2 separate regions of the Ovis aries genome follow, and region 2 is linked to region 1. A link is a contact called in public Hi-C data. All regions are on one chromosome and are shown on one strand. The core of a region is the stretch at or near the end of the contact, and the rest is flanking DNA. Distances in the headings are between cores, read along the strand shown.

Region 1 (6,919 bases), core at 2,777-5,276:
AGGGACAGACAGAACTGTATGCAGGCCCTTGTTACCCAATTTAAAATCAGCATCTCCATAGTAACCAAAATTAATTCAGCACAAATTTTGCTGAATTGGGACCTGGGCCTAGAGGAGGGGGACGCATCTGATGGTCAGCTGCACAGAGGCGCCCAGTCCTCTTGCTGCGGGGTCACTGCACACTCTGAAATGGAAAAAAGCTCCTCACAGCCCCAGTTCACGAACACTGGGGAATCCAGCGTCCTCCCCTTATTTGCAGGGAGGTGGGGACATTTCCGGGTTCCTCCCAGCCAGCACCAGCTTCTTGTTCTGGAATCCTGTCTCTAGACTGTTCCTCCAGAACTTGCAGCTCCCCCCTACTGGGGGCTCCTTCCCCCTCCAAGTCTGAGGAGTCGGGGTGCACGAGGGGGTGATGGAGGGGCTGTGCTGTGTTCCTGCCCCACGAGACTTCCTGCAAATGAGCACATCCCCCTGCAAAACCCCGCTGTCCAGCCCCTTCTGCTCACCACTGTTTCTCACTCCTCTGTTTACATTTCTGTTTTGTTTTGTTTTGCCGGTCGAGGGTCTCCTATCCTTTCAGTCTTGGGCTGCCTTGAGGGAATTTATTAAGCAGAACAATTTTGTTCTGATAGTTTTACTCCCTTCTGTCTTGGCTTTGCCCCAAGAGCTGTTATTTTTGCTGCAAAATAGTACCTCAAAGGGTTTTGTTAAAAAAGGATTCTCCACACGAGGTGCGATTCTGCCTGCGGAGTTAAATGGCCACTTTCCTCTGCCCACAGTCCTGCCGCGGGGCTCATCCCCTCCTAACGCAATTCTGGAATCGGAGTGTATCCAGAACCAAACTGACCCAAGGGTCAACTAAATGGGGAAAGCAGTAAGTTTTGCAGGGATGGGTGTGACATGGGGGAGAAGCTAAGGCATTAGATGACCTGCAAGGTACTATCTGAATTATTGAAATGATGGGGTCAGAGGCAGAATTTATTTGTTTCAGCTGCACTGGGCCTTTGCTGCTGCACGCAGGCTTCGCTCTGGTTGCGGTGAGCGGGGCTACACTTCATTGCGGTGCGTGGTCTTCTCACTTCTCACTCCTGCTGTGGCGCACAGGCCCCAGGGTGTGCAGGCTCAGGAGTCTCAGCTCCCGGGCTTTAGAGTGCAGGCTCAGCAGTCGTGGCGCTGAACTGCTCTGCAGTACGTGGGGTCTTCTTTCACCCCGGATGGAGCCCGTGTCCCCCTACAGTGGCAGGTGGATTCTTATCCGCTGGACCACCCTGAAGTCTGCAGAGTGTTCAGTGACATCTCTAAGACCGGCTTTTTGTGTCCTCAGGCCATTCAGCAGGCTGGGAATGGTTCCGTCTGGCCCAGAAGATGCGCTGATCTGAGAGCCATCAGCTGCTTCCCAGGGGAAGCGAGGAGGGGTCTCAGCTCTGCTCCGTTCTGATCGATCACCAAGAACGAGGCAGGCCTGCATCTTCCTGCCTGAAGTGGGAGCAGAAGCACCATCCAGGCAGGAGAGCCCTGGAGTCCTGGTCCAGCCGAGCAGGGAGCTCGTTTCTGACAGTGGAGCCATCCCAAGAGCCACCTGTGCCGTAGCGACCTCCTAGATGGAGAGAAAACTAAATACCAGGACCGGAAGAAGCAGAGTCCTTCCCATGAGGCCGGCGCAGCCTCACTTCTGTCCTGGAAATGAACCAGCTGTGAGTGGACATTGCCCAGTGCAGTGACTAGGTGGAGGTCTGCTGTGTGGAGGAAGGGTCTCCAGACCTGGGGATGGAGAGAGCAAAGCCGACTGAGCTCCAGGCTCCTGGGGCCTCACCCGTGGCTGGGATGGCCCTTGGCCCCCAGGAGAGCCGGGGGCAGTGTCCTGCGCTGCCCTGCTGGCCTCCTGACTCCTGACCTGGACCATCCTCTAGAGAGAGAAATAGTTTGTTTTTGTGTGTTTTTTTAGAAACTTTCACTGGAGTATAGTTGACTTACAATGTCTGTTAGTTTCTGCTATGCAGCCAAGTGACTCGGTCATACATATGAAATGGTCGCTTTTTCAGATTTTTTTCCCTTTAGATGATCTCAGAGTGTTGAATCAAGCTCCGTCTGCTGCAGAGTGGGTCCTTAGTAGCCATAGCTTCTATGCACAGCAGTGTGTATATGCCAACCCTAACCCCCCAGTCTCTGTCTCCCTCCGCGCATCCTGGGAGCCACACATTTCTCTACATCTGTGACTCTCTCTGTGTGAGTAAGGTCACGTGTACCGTTTCCCCGGGGCATTTGTCTTGCTGTGCCGAGGAATGCGTTTTTCTTCAGCTCCTTCCTCTGCTCCCGGATCCAGGACAACCTGCGCTGGCCGTAGCCACCGTAGGTGCAGTTGGTGGAGGACAAGTGATCGCTTCTGGGAATCGAGGCGCTCACGTCGGAAAAGCCCCATGAAAGGACAGCCGCCTGACCCTTGGGAGGGGAACAGACGAGGGTGGGGGAGACGCGTGCAAGCACACGTGTGTTACTGGGTGGAGACCCACAGAGCTGGATGGTGGCTTAAGTACTTTTCATGCCTTACCTCAAGAAAAAACAGTCCTTTAAAAAAGGCTTTGGCGATTCACCAACTGGGGTTTGAGGCCCAGCACTGCTGTTTAGAAATGCGCCCTCGAGAAAGTCCGTCTTTTTAAAACGCTCTGTCTCCTCAGGGGTCAGGTGCAGAGTGTGAGAGACAGCCTCGTGGGGGCGTCCTGGCGCCCGAGAGAGCTTGCTGAGTGGCCGGTCGGGAGCCTCGGGGCGCGGGGCTGGAGCACGGCGGCTCCGGGGGGCGCTGCCCTGCCCGAGACCCTGCGGGGGTGGGGGGGCGCGGCGCCCCCTCTCGGCCGAGGCCGTCTGTGCCGCTTCGCAGAAAGGACGCGGGGCGCGGGGAGTGGGGGCCTCGCCCGGCCCGTGGGCAGCAGGGCTGATGCTCCGACTGCTGCCTCGCCCAGATCCGGGCCCGGGGACCCTCACCCAGAACCGGGCCCGGGGACCCTCGCCCAGATCCGGGCCAGGGACTCACCCCTGGGCTGCTGGTCCCTCATGCTAGGACGATCCACGTCCAGACCCGGCCTCCCTTTCTGCTCAGCGCACACGGTCTCAAGGCTAACGTCCAGATCCAGCCTTGCTTTGCGGTATTTCCAGTTTGCCCAGACTAAATTGTCCCAATGAATTCTGTAAAAAGGAAGGCATTGAGTCTCATCTCAAGGTGTAATCGAGAAGTGCAGTACGTTAGCTTATAGATTTCGATTCCAGAGGAACCAAAAGAAACCTTCGCCAAGCTCAGAGGTAACTCAAATGTTCCTTGGTCTTTTTTTTTTTTTTTAAACATATTACAATCCAAAACTTAAATAGTAGGAATACATTTTTTGCACAAATATACATTATATTTTTGCACATTATTTACTCTCATGACTATGAAATCACAGAGGATGAGATGGTTGGATGGCATCACCGACTTGATGGATGTGAGTTTGAGTAAGCTGTGGAAGTTGGTGACGGACAGGGAAGCCTGGTGTGCTGCAGTCCATGGGGTCACAGAGAGTCAGTCATGACCGAGAGACTGAGCTGATGGAAGGACACCTGTCTGTGCATACTCCATATACCGTGTGTGTGTGGAGATGGGTGGATGTGTTAGTTGCTCAGTGTGTCTAACTCTTTGCGGCCCCATGGACTGTAGCCCACCAGGTTCCTCTGTCCATGAGATTCTCCAGGCAAGAATACTGGAGTGGGTAGACATGCCCTCCTCCAGGGGATTTGCCTGACCCAGGGTCAAGTCCGGGTCTCCTGCATTGCAGGCGGATTCTTTACCATCTGAGCCACCAGGGAAGGCCCCCATATACCACAAGCAACGCTTATGGTTCGTGTTTTTACTTTACGTAAATGTTCATTAGTCCTGAAGAAGGAAGAGGAGGAGGGTAAGGGCGAGGGCGGAGGGCTTCAGTGGGGCCGGGAGGCGCATCACCAACCCGTCCCAGAGCCAGGCTCCAGAAGCTGCTTCCGGAAGGTCCTGCGATCTCAGCCAGCCCGGGAGACTCGTAAGCTGCCTTCTGCCTCCGCCGGCCTGGCCGCCTGGAGACCCACGAGGGGTGAAGGGGGCCGAGGGGCCGCATGCGGACGAGCTGCTCTCGCCGAGCCGTCTTCGCCGGTGTGCGGGTGTCTGCCTGGGCCCCCGGGACGGAGTAGCTTGCCTCAGCAAGCTAGCACTTCGTGTTGTTGCTTTGTTTTTCCCTTAAGTTGCCTAGTAAACAACTCTGCTGGAAAATTCCATCCCTGCCTTGGATGAACTAAGAGGAAAAGCAACGTGTCCACACCCAGGCCAGCCCAGTGCAGCCAGGGAGGGCAGAGGCTCAGGGACAAGGCTGCAGCTTCAGCACTAGCTGGAGCTTGGGGACATCTGGACGGCGGCAGTGAGTGGGGTGGACTCTGGGGGCGCTGCCCGTGGCCCCTGACCCTCCCTTCTCCCCTCACTGCCTCCGACCTCTGACCTCCCCCAGACCCTCCCCCCTGCCCTTTCATACTTGCTGCTATTTGTCGGCAAATCCCAACACTCATCACTTGTACGTCTGTTCTCCTGACTCAGAGCCAGAGGCCGGCCTTGCTCATGTGGCATCTCTGGGCCCTACATGGCATTTACACAAAATCAGGGTTTCTTGCGTGAAGCAGAAAGGTGTGAGATGGACGTCGGGGAGGCTATGTCTGAGCGAAGGAACAAGGAATAGGGTGAGGGGATGGCTCCTGTGTAACCTCCCTGGAGAACAAGAAGGCAGACAGCACCTGGGGGATCCCCAGGGAAAATTCATTATTAGATTTTAAATTACCCTTCTTTTGAAAAACGTGAAAGAATGTTGTCAAGTGTACGCTCCATCCGCCGCATTAGCCTCAGTTGATGAGTTTGGCAGGTGGGGGCTGGGAAGGGGGGCAGGTTGGGTACCAGGAGGACCTCCGGGTTCGTCCACCAGGTGGCGCTCACCTCTTGTGCTGGGCCCCCATCCATGAGCATCTTGTCCTCAAATTGCTGAAAAACAGGATAACACTGGAGTTTGATTTGACACCCACCCCTCACCTGCTCTAGAACATTACAGACTCTCACATGTGATCTCATGTTCCCAGGAGCCTGACACTTAGCAGTCCCCCCTACCCTGCCCCCCAGTGACCCTGGCCCCCGGTCAGCTCGAGCGCAGGTGTGTGGACAGGTGCCAGGGTGACTGGTTTGAGGAACTTGCTGTATCTGAACCTGTGGCCTCAGCTAATCAGACCGGTGTCCTCATGCTGCAGAGCTGCCCAGGTGACCTGTCACACCAGCCTAGTTCCTGCAAATATGCCTGGGCTCTTTCTGTACAAAAGCTTCAGTTTCTGAGAGAAAGACCTTTGGTCTCTGAATTCAATGAGAAGAGTTTTTAAAATGCGGACTGAACGACCGTGTATAAACAGCGAGGAAAACCCTTGTTCTGTCTCTTGAACTTGCATGCCATCCTGTTGGGCACAGTCGTTGCACTTAGAGAATCATTCTATCCATCATCAGAGGTAATGAACTTCATCGAGTTTCTCCCCATCAGAGAATTTTCCAGACCTCCACCGAGAGAACGTTGACCAGGCATTCACAGAGCAAAGAGACAAGCTCCCAAGATGCGAACAATTCCCTCCTGAGACTTTTCCAGAATCTTCAGTCGACCCCAGTTTTCACCAGTTTTGAGACAACTCATGGTGACTGTCCTTTCCCCATATCATGTGACGGGGCTGAGCACTGCTGATTTGAGTCCTTCTTGGCTCACAGCCTTGTTCCATAAGGGAAAACAATTTTCAACTTCAAAATGTTTGTAACTGTGCACCCTCGGGCAACCTTCTGAAATGTCACCCGCTAGTGATAACAGTCCGCACCGCCATCCAGCCAATGCGCCCTTATACCCTGAGTCATCCTGGGCTCCCTGTGTCCCACAGGATTGCTTGCCCTGTGGACAGGAGGAAGCAAAGAGTCAGGAGGCCCAGGGATCTGTACACGATGACCACACAGGCGAGTCTCAGAAATCCACCTTGCCGGAGCCCTGGGCCCGCCTGTCTCACATCCTTTGCTCCTTTGAGGGGCGGGCTCCCGCTCTGTCAGGTCCGTGGTGGGGAACACACTCTCTGCTCTGCTCGCACCCTACTGGGGTATGTGAACACAGAGCCAGTCACGGCTTGGGTGTTTTGCTAAATGGTGACGAGGACCTTGGAGGAAAGGGACGGCATGGCCATGGGCATCCAGGGGCTAGAGCCGATATGGCGGACTTTTTAGGGGGCTCAGGCAGCATCTGAAAAGAGGCCTGAGAGCGAGAGGGGGTGGGTCATGCAGAACCTGCTGGAAACGCTCGCAGCCAGGGGAAACGCTGGTCACTTAGGCAGGTCGGGGTCAGAGCAGCAGGGGAACAGCAGGCAATGAGGTCAGGGGGAATGCAGGCAGCTTGCGGGGGCCAGGGTACGGGCGGTGGGCCACAGCCCTGGCCTCAGCTCATCCCCTGACTGAGATGGAGCTGTTGCAGGCTTTCAAGACAATGTGTAAGTTTCCTTTACGACATGAATTTCTGATGAAATCGGAAAGGCTGTGGCCCAGGTAAAAGGTTGCTATGCTTCTTTGATCGGAGTCTTCCTAGATGGGACGAGCCTGGGTGCCTGCTGTGGGGGTCCTTGGCAAGGGCCTCTCTCACCCACCTGGTCTCATCTGCCCTTAGAGTCTGCCACAGGAGCGAATTGCTGTTGTGTCATTTTACAGATGAGGAGACTGAGGCTCAGAGGGGCTGAGCGACTCAGTTCACAGGTAACAGCAGCCTCCCTGGAGTTCGCACTGGACTCCCTGGCCTCTGGTGTGAGTATGTGCTCACTGGTGTCTGAAATAGCCTTTTCAGTGAAAGGAAAGGTGATCGTTGCCGAAGAGTCT
Region 2 (6,919 bases), core at 1,439-3,938, 72 kb after region 1:
CGCATTTTCTGCGGCTGCATAGTGTTCTCCACACGCACCTACCACTGTATGTGGTGGAAGGTCATTCCACGTTCTCACCGCGGCAACCACGGCACATTTCCCTTAGTGCTCATGTGGGAATGTTTCTCTGGATTGACTCTAAAAGAGGACCTGTTGGATCATCAGCACTGCACTGTCTTCAGTTTTAACAATTGCCAAACTGCCTTCCAAAGAGCCCTTTCCAAAGGAGCTGCTCCAAATCAGTACTCAAAGAGGGTACATATCTCTCCATAACCTGGCAAAAACTCCCATTCTTGTCAGACTTTCCCAAGTATAAGTTTCCAAGTTAAACACGACTCTCATATCTTTCTACAAATATGGCATGCACAGGAGCCAAAAGCTTATTCACCTCATTAATTTTTGAGGACGTTTATAAGATGAAAAAGCTGATTCAAAGACCATTTGTGGAAATGGATTTGTAGAGTCAGATTATATTAAAGTAAGATTGCAAGGCTAGATATAAAAATGGTCAGTGTCTTATAGGGCAGTACATTATAACCTTTGACGTTAACTCTACTTTGGGACAAAAATTATTTGCATCTCTTCTGTGCACGAATCTGCAGGTTGGTATGCCTTTCATTAATAGTAAACCGCAGCGTCAGACAACAGTACATTCAACTAGAAAAGGAAGTAATCCTTGGGCTTGAAAAATATCCTTTGATAGGACATTGGAAGGATCACTGTTTTTCTGGTCTCATTTTCAGATTTTGGATAATTTTTCTTAATAGATTTTTAAAAATCTGTATCAAAACAATGGATTAAAAAGTGGCAGCTCACTGTGCTTTACTCAGAATTTCTGTAATGATTAGTAAGTTCTGGGCAGTTGCTATTTTTATTCTCTAGTTCCAGGTCTCTTTAAACAAACATCGCTGACAGGAAAATGCTTCCTTCTCTTCAGTGACCAGAGTGTCTGGCACAGCTGAAGGGCTGCCTCGCGAAGTTAGATCTCCTAGGCAACAGGGAAACCAAGACCTGATTGCTCCCAGGAAAGATTTGGCTGGATGCATAAAAGCTCCTGGGCTTCCTTGGTGGCTCAGAGGGTAAAGAGTCTGCCCGCAATGTGGGAGACTCAGGTTCAGTGCCTGGGCCTGGAAGATCTCGTGGAGAAAGAAATGGCACCCCACTCCAGTACTCTTGGCTAGAGAAGCTGCAAAGAGTCGGCTGTGACTGGGTGACTTGACTTCCTAAAAGCTCCTGCGCTCTGGTGGCAGAGAGGCTGCCCGGCCCAGCAGCAGAGCGGGAAAGGGCACAGCGGCGGGAGGCCTCAGTGGGGCTTTGTGGCGGTGGGGGGGATACTCGGCCCAGCCTCCCACCTCCACCCTCTGGGACCTCTTGCAGACCCCATGGTCAGCCTCTCAGTCACCAGGACTCAGCGGCCAGCCCCTCAGTCACCAGGACTCAGCGGCCAGCCCCTCAGTCACCAGCACGGATGGGCGGCTGCCACTTTAGGGGGTCGCCAGCCTGTGGAAAACACCTTCTCTTCTCAGCTCACAAGGCAAACAGGAGGTGAAGATAAACTTGGATGAAAACTTGGATGAAAGCTGACGATCTGATATGGGCCAGTCACTGGGGCCGGCTGAGCAAAACTTGGAGTCGGTGATTGTGTGTAAGGGTGTGTTGGGGGTGTGTTGGGGGTGGGGGGTACACACCCCTCGGACAAGTTGCGTCACGCGACCGACAACCGGCCTTCGGTGCCCACAGTTTCTGCCGAGCTTCTTCAGACCTTCTATAAGTGCCAAGCGCTGAAGGGCCTCGCCCTGGGTCTGTCCACCCCGCCTCGGGCGACGTGAGGTCGCCCAAGACACTCTGCAATCGAGTTCCAACGCCTGAACTAACTTCCGAGTCTTGAACTCTGGCTTGAAGTTACCTCCCAGTGAGGACCATCCTGCGGAGCGAGCGGCTGCGACCCCCGGTTCTGCCCCGGCAGCTGCCCCGGGGCCACTCTCGAAACCCCTCGGCTCAGCACGCGCCCCGCGCAGGCGGGGCCGCTCTTCCCTGGGGCCCTCTCCCACCGCCGGCCCGGCCCGCTTCTGAGCAGCGGTTCCCTCTCCGTCCGGGGGTGGGGGCCCTGGGCGCCGGCGCGGGCCCGCCGCGTCGTCTGTCCCCTGCCGCGCCCGGGCAGTGGCGCGGCTGGAATGCGCGGGGGACGCGGGGCGGGCGGCTCCGGCCTCGGGCCCGGCCCGGGGAGGACGTGCGGGCGGCGGGAACCAGCGAGACAGTCCCGGCGCCGGGTCCCCGGAGCGGTGCGCCCCTCCGCGCGTAAGTTCAGCTTCCGCTCCCGCAGGTCGGGTGGGGCGCGTAGCCCCCTGACCCGAGGGTTTCCCAAGATGGAGAAACGAGCCGAGAGCAGTCGCCACCCGGGGCCCGGCCCAGGCTCTTCCGGGCCGGGCCGGCGGCTAGGGCCGGGGAGGGGGGTGGCGGGCGGGCGGGGCGCGGAGGCGGGGCCGGCGCTCGGGTTTCCGCTCCGCCCCGCGGCCTGGGGACCCGCGGCCCCAGCGGCGCGGGCTCCGGAGGCGGCGCGGGGCGCGGCGGCCAGGCCACCCCTCCGCCCGGAGGCGGGGACGGCGGAGGCGCCCTCGGCCTCGACGTCGGGACCGCGCCGCCCGCGATGGGAAGCGCCTTATAAGCCTGTGGCCGCGCCACCCCCGAGAGCGCGCGGCCCCCGGCCCCGGGCGGGCCCCTACCGAGCCGGCCTCCGGACAGGTTACGGGAGGACCTCGGCCCGTCCCCGGCCTCGGGCGAACCCGGACCCCGGAGAAACCCCGGATCGCTCCAACTCTGGACAGACCTCAGACGGACCCCGACCCGGGATAGATCCCGGCTGCAGACGGCTCCCGGCCGCGGGCGGACCCCGGACAGATCCCGGATCTCTCCGACTCTGGACAGACCTCGGACGGACCCCGGCCCCGGATAGACTCCAGCCGCAGGAGGACCCCGGACAGACCTTGGCCCGGAATAGATCCCGGCTGCAGACGGCTCCCGGCCCCGGACGGACCCCGCGCGGACCCCGGCCGCGGGTGGACCCCGGCCCGGGCGGGCGTGCCCCTGCCGGCCGGGGATGCGCGGCCCGCGGCATGGCCTCGGCGGTGTTTGAGGGCACGTCGCTCGTGAACATGTTCGTGCGCGGCTGCTGGGTGAACGGCATCCGCCGGCTTGTCGTCAGCCGGCGCGGCGACGAGGAGGAGTTCTTCGAGATCCGCACCGAGTGGTCGGACCGCAGCGTGCTCTATCTGCACCGCAGCCTGGCCGACCTGGGCCGCCTGTGGCAGCGCCTCCGCGACGCCTTCCCGGAGGACCGGCCGGAGCTGGCGCGCGCGCCGCTGCGCCAAGGTGGGCGCGGGCCCGGCCTGGGGGGCTGGGGGACTGGGGGTGTCGGGGGGCTCGGGGACCGAGGGCCTCGAGGTCTGGGAGGCAGGAGTGGGCTCGTGTAAAGTGCGAGGGCGGGCTTGCAGGGGCGCTTGTTAAGCCGGGATGGCCGCCCTACGGCCCCGGCACGGAACAGGGATCCTCAGACCTCCGCCCGCCCCCGAACGGTGAAGAGCACTGGCGGGCGGGCGGCAGTCTGCGTGCGGGCCGAGGCAGGCGGGACGGGCGAGCCACCGGCCAGCCCCTGCGACCGCGGCCGGAGGGGCTGCGAGAGCCTTGGGGAGAGTTAAGGAAAGCGTCCCGCGGGGGGCGCGCCCTGTCTGGCGGCACCCCCTACCCCGCGGGGCCGCTTCCCCTGTCCCCGGTGGCCGGGTGGCCGACAGCTCGAGTGCGAGGTGCCACGCGGCCTCTGTCTCTCCCCGGGAGGGGCCGCTGGGGTGGGTCCGCCTTGGGTTTGATGAACCGGGCCGCCTCCTCCAGGCCTTGTGACTTTTCCTGGCTCGCGGGGACTGGGTGGCTTCCCGTTTCCTCTCCGCGGCCTCCAGGGCCAGCCCGTGGGCCGCGGAGAGGAGGCTGGAGGAGAAGGAGCCCAGGCTGAAGTTGAGGCTGGAAGGCTGGGCCCCCTCACCACCCCACAAGCGGGACTACCTGCCCCGCTGAGCAGGCGGGCACCGTCCTGTAAACGCAGCCCAGGGGCACCTTCGGGGGCGTCTCCCTGAGGTCTTGGGATACTCTCCACCCCCACTGGTGACAGCCCTGCCCTGAGTGTGAATTATCTGGGTAATTAGCTCATTCTCATGACACATCTTCTGGCAGACGCGTCACTTGGCAAGTCTCCCAACACTGGCAAGTTTGCCGGCCCTGCCCCTGGAGTCTCAGGCTGATGGCTGCTCTGGAGGGAGTTCAGTGACATCCCAAGCATGGCAGCAGTTTGCCTTGACTCGCTGTTTGGGGGTGTGTGTGTATTTTCACTGTATGAAATGGATGCCCAAATCAGGAAAGCTTAGATGAAGGACCAGCGGTTTATTCAATGCCTTTCATCTTCTCTGGAACGGGGAGGGCCGTAAGTAAACAGGTGCCCCCGAGAGCTAGCCCAGAGTCTGCCTTCCCCTCCTCCCCTCATGCCCTCCCAGGCCTCCAGGTCTCAGTGTCAGTGGACCCCGCTCGGCGGCGCTCCGGGCTGGCTCCTCCCCTTTCCCTGCGCGGGACTCCGCGCCCACTTTCCCCGCGAGGGTTGGCGCTGGTGCTCCCTGTCTGGCAGCAGCAAGCCCTCCAGGGACGTGCCTTCTGTCGTCACCCTCAGTGGCTTCTGATGAGGGTCACAGGCGGGAGGAGGGCACAGCTTCAGTTGTTTTGGGACCTGGGAAACGGAGCAGAAGGCAGGTGAGTGTGAGGCGGGTGACTCGCCATACACACACCCCTGCTGTGCGCACACACGCCCACAGTGTGCAGAACGTGGGTGACTGTGAGGCACGTGGCCCGCTGTGCACACCCACACCCCCATGCGTACATGCACCCCCGTCGTGCACACATATACACACCCATCATGCACACACACACCTACCTTGCGCACATACGTCCCCATCACGCACACCCACACCCGCCGTGCACACGCACGCCCCCATTGTGCACACACCTGCCGTGCACACACACTCCCGTCAAGTACACACACACCTGCCCCTATAGTGCACACCCACACCTGCCTTGCACATGCACACTCCCATCATGCACACACACCTGCCTTGCACACACAGGCCCCCATCGTGCACAGGCAGGCTCCCATTGTGCACACCCACACCTGCCATGCACACCCACACCGGCTGTGCGCCCGCACGCTCCCAGCTCTGTCTGTGTGTGCAGGCTGCACTGGGTCAGTCCTGAGTTTCTGAAGTGTCAGCACAGAGAGTGCCTCTGCAGAGTGGGCACCCACAGGGAGGCAGGAAGAGGGCGGTCACCAGGGAGAAACCAAGACGCAGAAGGGATCTCATAGCTGCGTTTAAGCGTCTGAAGGGTGAAATCAGAAAGATGGGGGTATTACATGCCATGGGGTGCGGGGCAGTTAGATGAGGACCAGGGTTGGGTGTGCACGCTCTCTAACGGCCCGTGATGGGCTGTGGGAACCATCTTCCCGGCTAGAGTCTTGACAGTCGAGGCAAGTGGGGAGACCTCCGTCTGACTGGCGGGCCTCCTGCGAGGCCAGCTCAGCGCCTCGGAGGCCGAGGAAGGGCAACATCAACCGTCTGTCTGGGTCCCGGTTCTCTGCTTGGAGGCACGCCACTGCCCCCAGCACCATCCGAGTGGGCCACACCCTCGGGAAGGCCTTGTTCTTCCTTCAATCCTCATAGGTCCAGGGAAGTTGTTTGCTGAGTGAAACACATCGCCATAAGGTCAAAGGAGAGTTCACTTTATTTCCGGGCAGATTTATTGTTTGCATAAAAAGATGGACTGGATGTCCAAACCATACACGCAAAAGGCATCCTGAAGTGTGTGTTGTGTTGAGATGGCAAGTTTTCTCAGTATAAGTCCCCATCAGAGGCCCTCAGTTTAAACCTATTGCGTATTTCTGGGCTGGGTTAGATTGGCCCTTATGTCTTTTTCAGAAGTTCTGTGAGCCAGTCTGGCTCTCAGAGCTCGTCCTGGCCGCTGGTGGCTGTTGTCAGCGGAGGACTGGGCACCTCCAGGGCACGGGGCAGCCCTGGCCCCGACCTGCCTCTGAGACCCGGCGTGCACTCGGGATGCGGAGGCGGCTGCCGTGGTCCCTGGGGAGCTGCGGTGGGAGCGTGTTCTGTGCTGCGCGTGTACTGTCCCTGCATTCTGCACGTGTGGGTGCTGCCTTGACCGTCTGTCCGTGCAACGTGTGTGTTTCCAGTGAGGTACTGAACCCCTGTGTGCAGTGGCAGCTCAGGGCTCGCCAGCTCGCCTCCCTGGCCTTCCGTCTGGGCGAGGCGGCGCTCGGGACTTGTCCTGCTTCCTCTGTCCTTTTCCTTGGCATCTTGACCTTACGCGCCTCTGCGTCCGGATCTGATGCCCACGTCCTTGCTTCCTTGTCCCCCTGCCAGGGGAGGGAGGCGGCTGCTTCCTGTGCATATTATCTCTGGGTGACCGAGGCGTCCTTCTGCGCTTTCCCACCCTCTGACACAGGTGGGCCACGTCTCCAGCTGAAATCTCCTCTGTGTAATATACTGGCTCAGGGCTTCCTAACCAGATGTGGCAAGGTCACTTGCCTGTTACATTGCTCATGTCTGGAAAGGTTTATGCTTTAAAAGACAACCATGCAGAATTCCCCAACGACTCCTCGGAGTTTTTGGACTATTTTGATCTTTTTTTTTTTTTTTTAATAGCACCCATTTCAGGCCCTATACAGTCAGCTCCGCAGCCAGAGATTCTATTTCCAAAGTGGTCAGGTGATCTTCGGTTCCTGATCGCTGTAATACCAAACACTTTGGCTTTGCATCCACTCTGCAAGTATCTCCCAGTCCGCCTCCCCTGTGCCAGGCAGCTTCTAGGTGCTGAG

Evidence for each region. A called contact is a pair of places that touch in the nucleus more often than the background predicts.
Region 2: a Hi-C map of liver shows a contact between it and region 1, with 5 times the contacts expected there. The contact joins the promoter of PXDC1 here to the enhancer-like site in region 1. A contact is called at or near these places in 12 of 16 Hi-C or Micro-C datasets (blood, hypothalamus, liver and 6 more).

Annotation. Positions count from the first base shown.
Region 1 is chr20:49,258,290-49,265,208 of ARS-UI_Ramb_v3.0, forward strand. No RefSeq gene overlaps it. Among named protein-coding and RNA genes, the nearest start is that of PRPF4B, 34 kb to the left of the region's middle. Within about 2 kb of position 4,027, at least 5 of the 54 cell types and tissues checked have an H3K27ac peak or open chromatin away from gene starts, as enhancers often do. A contact at or near this core is called in liver, where this site is marked.
Region 2 is chr20:49,331,986-49,338,904 of ARS-UI_Ramb_v3.0, forward strand. PXDC1 (PX domain containing 1) reads left to right here and starts at 2,689. Exons shown (of 5, transcript XM_027958671.3): 1 at 2,689-3,369. The coding sequence starts at 3,114.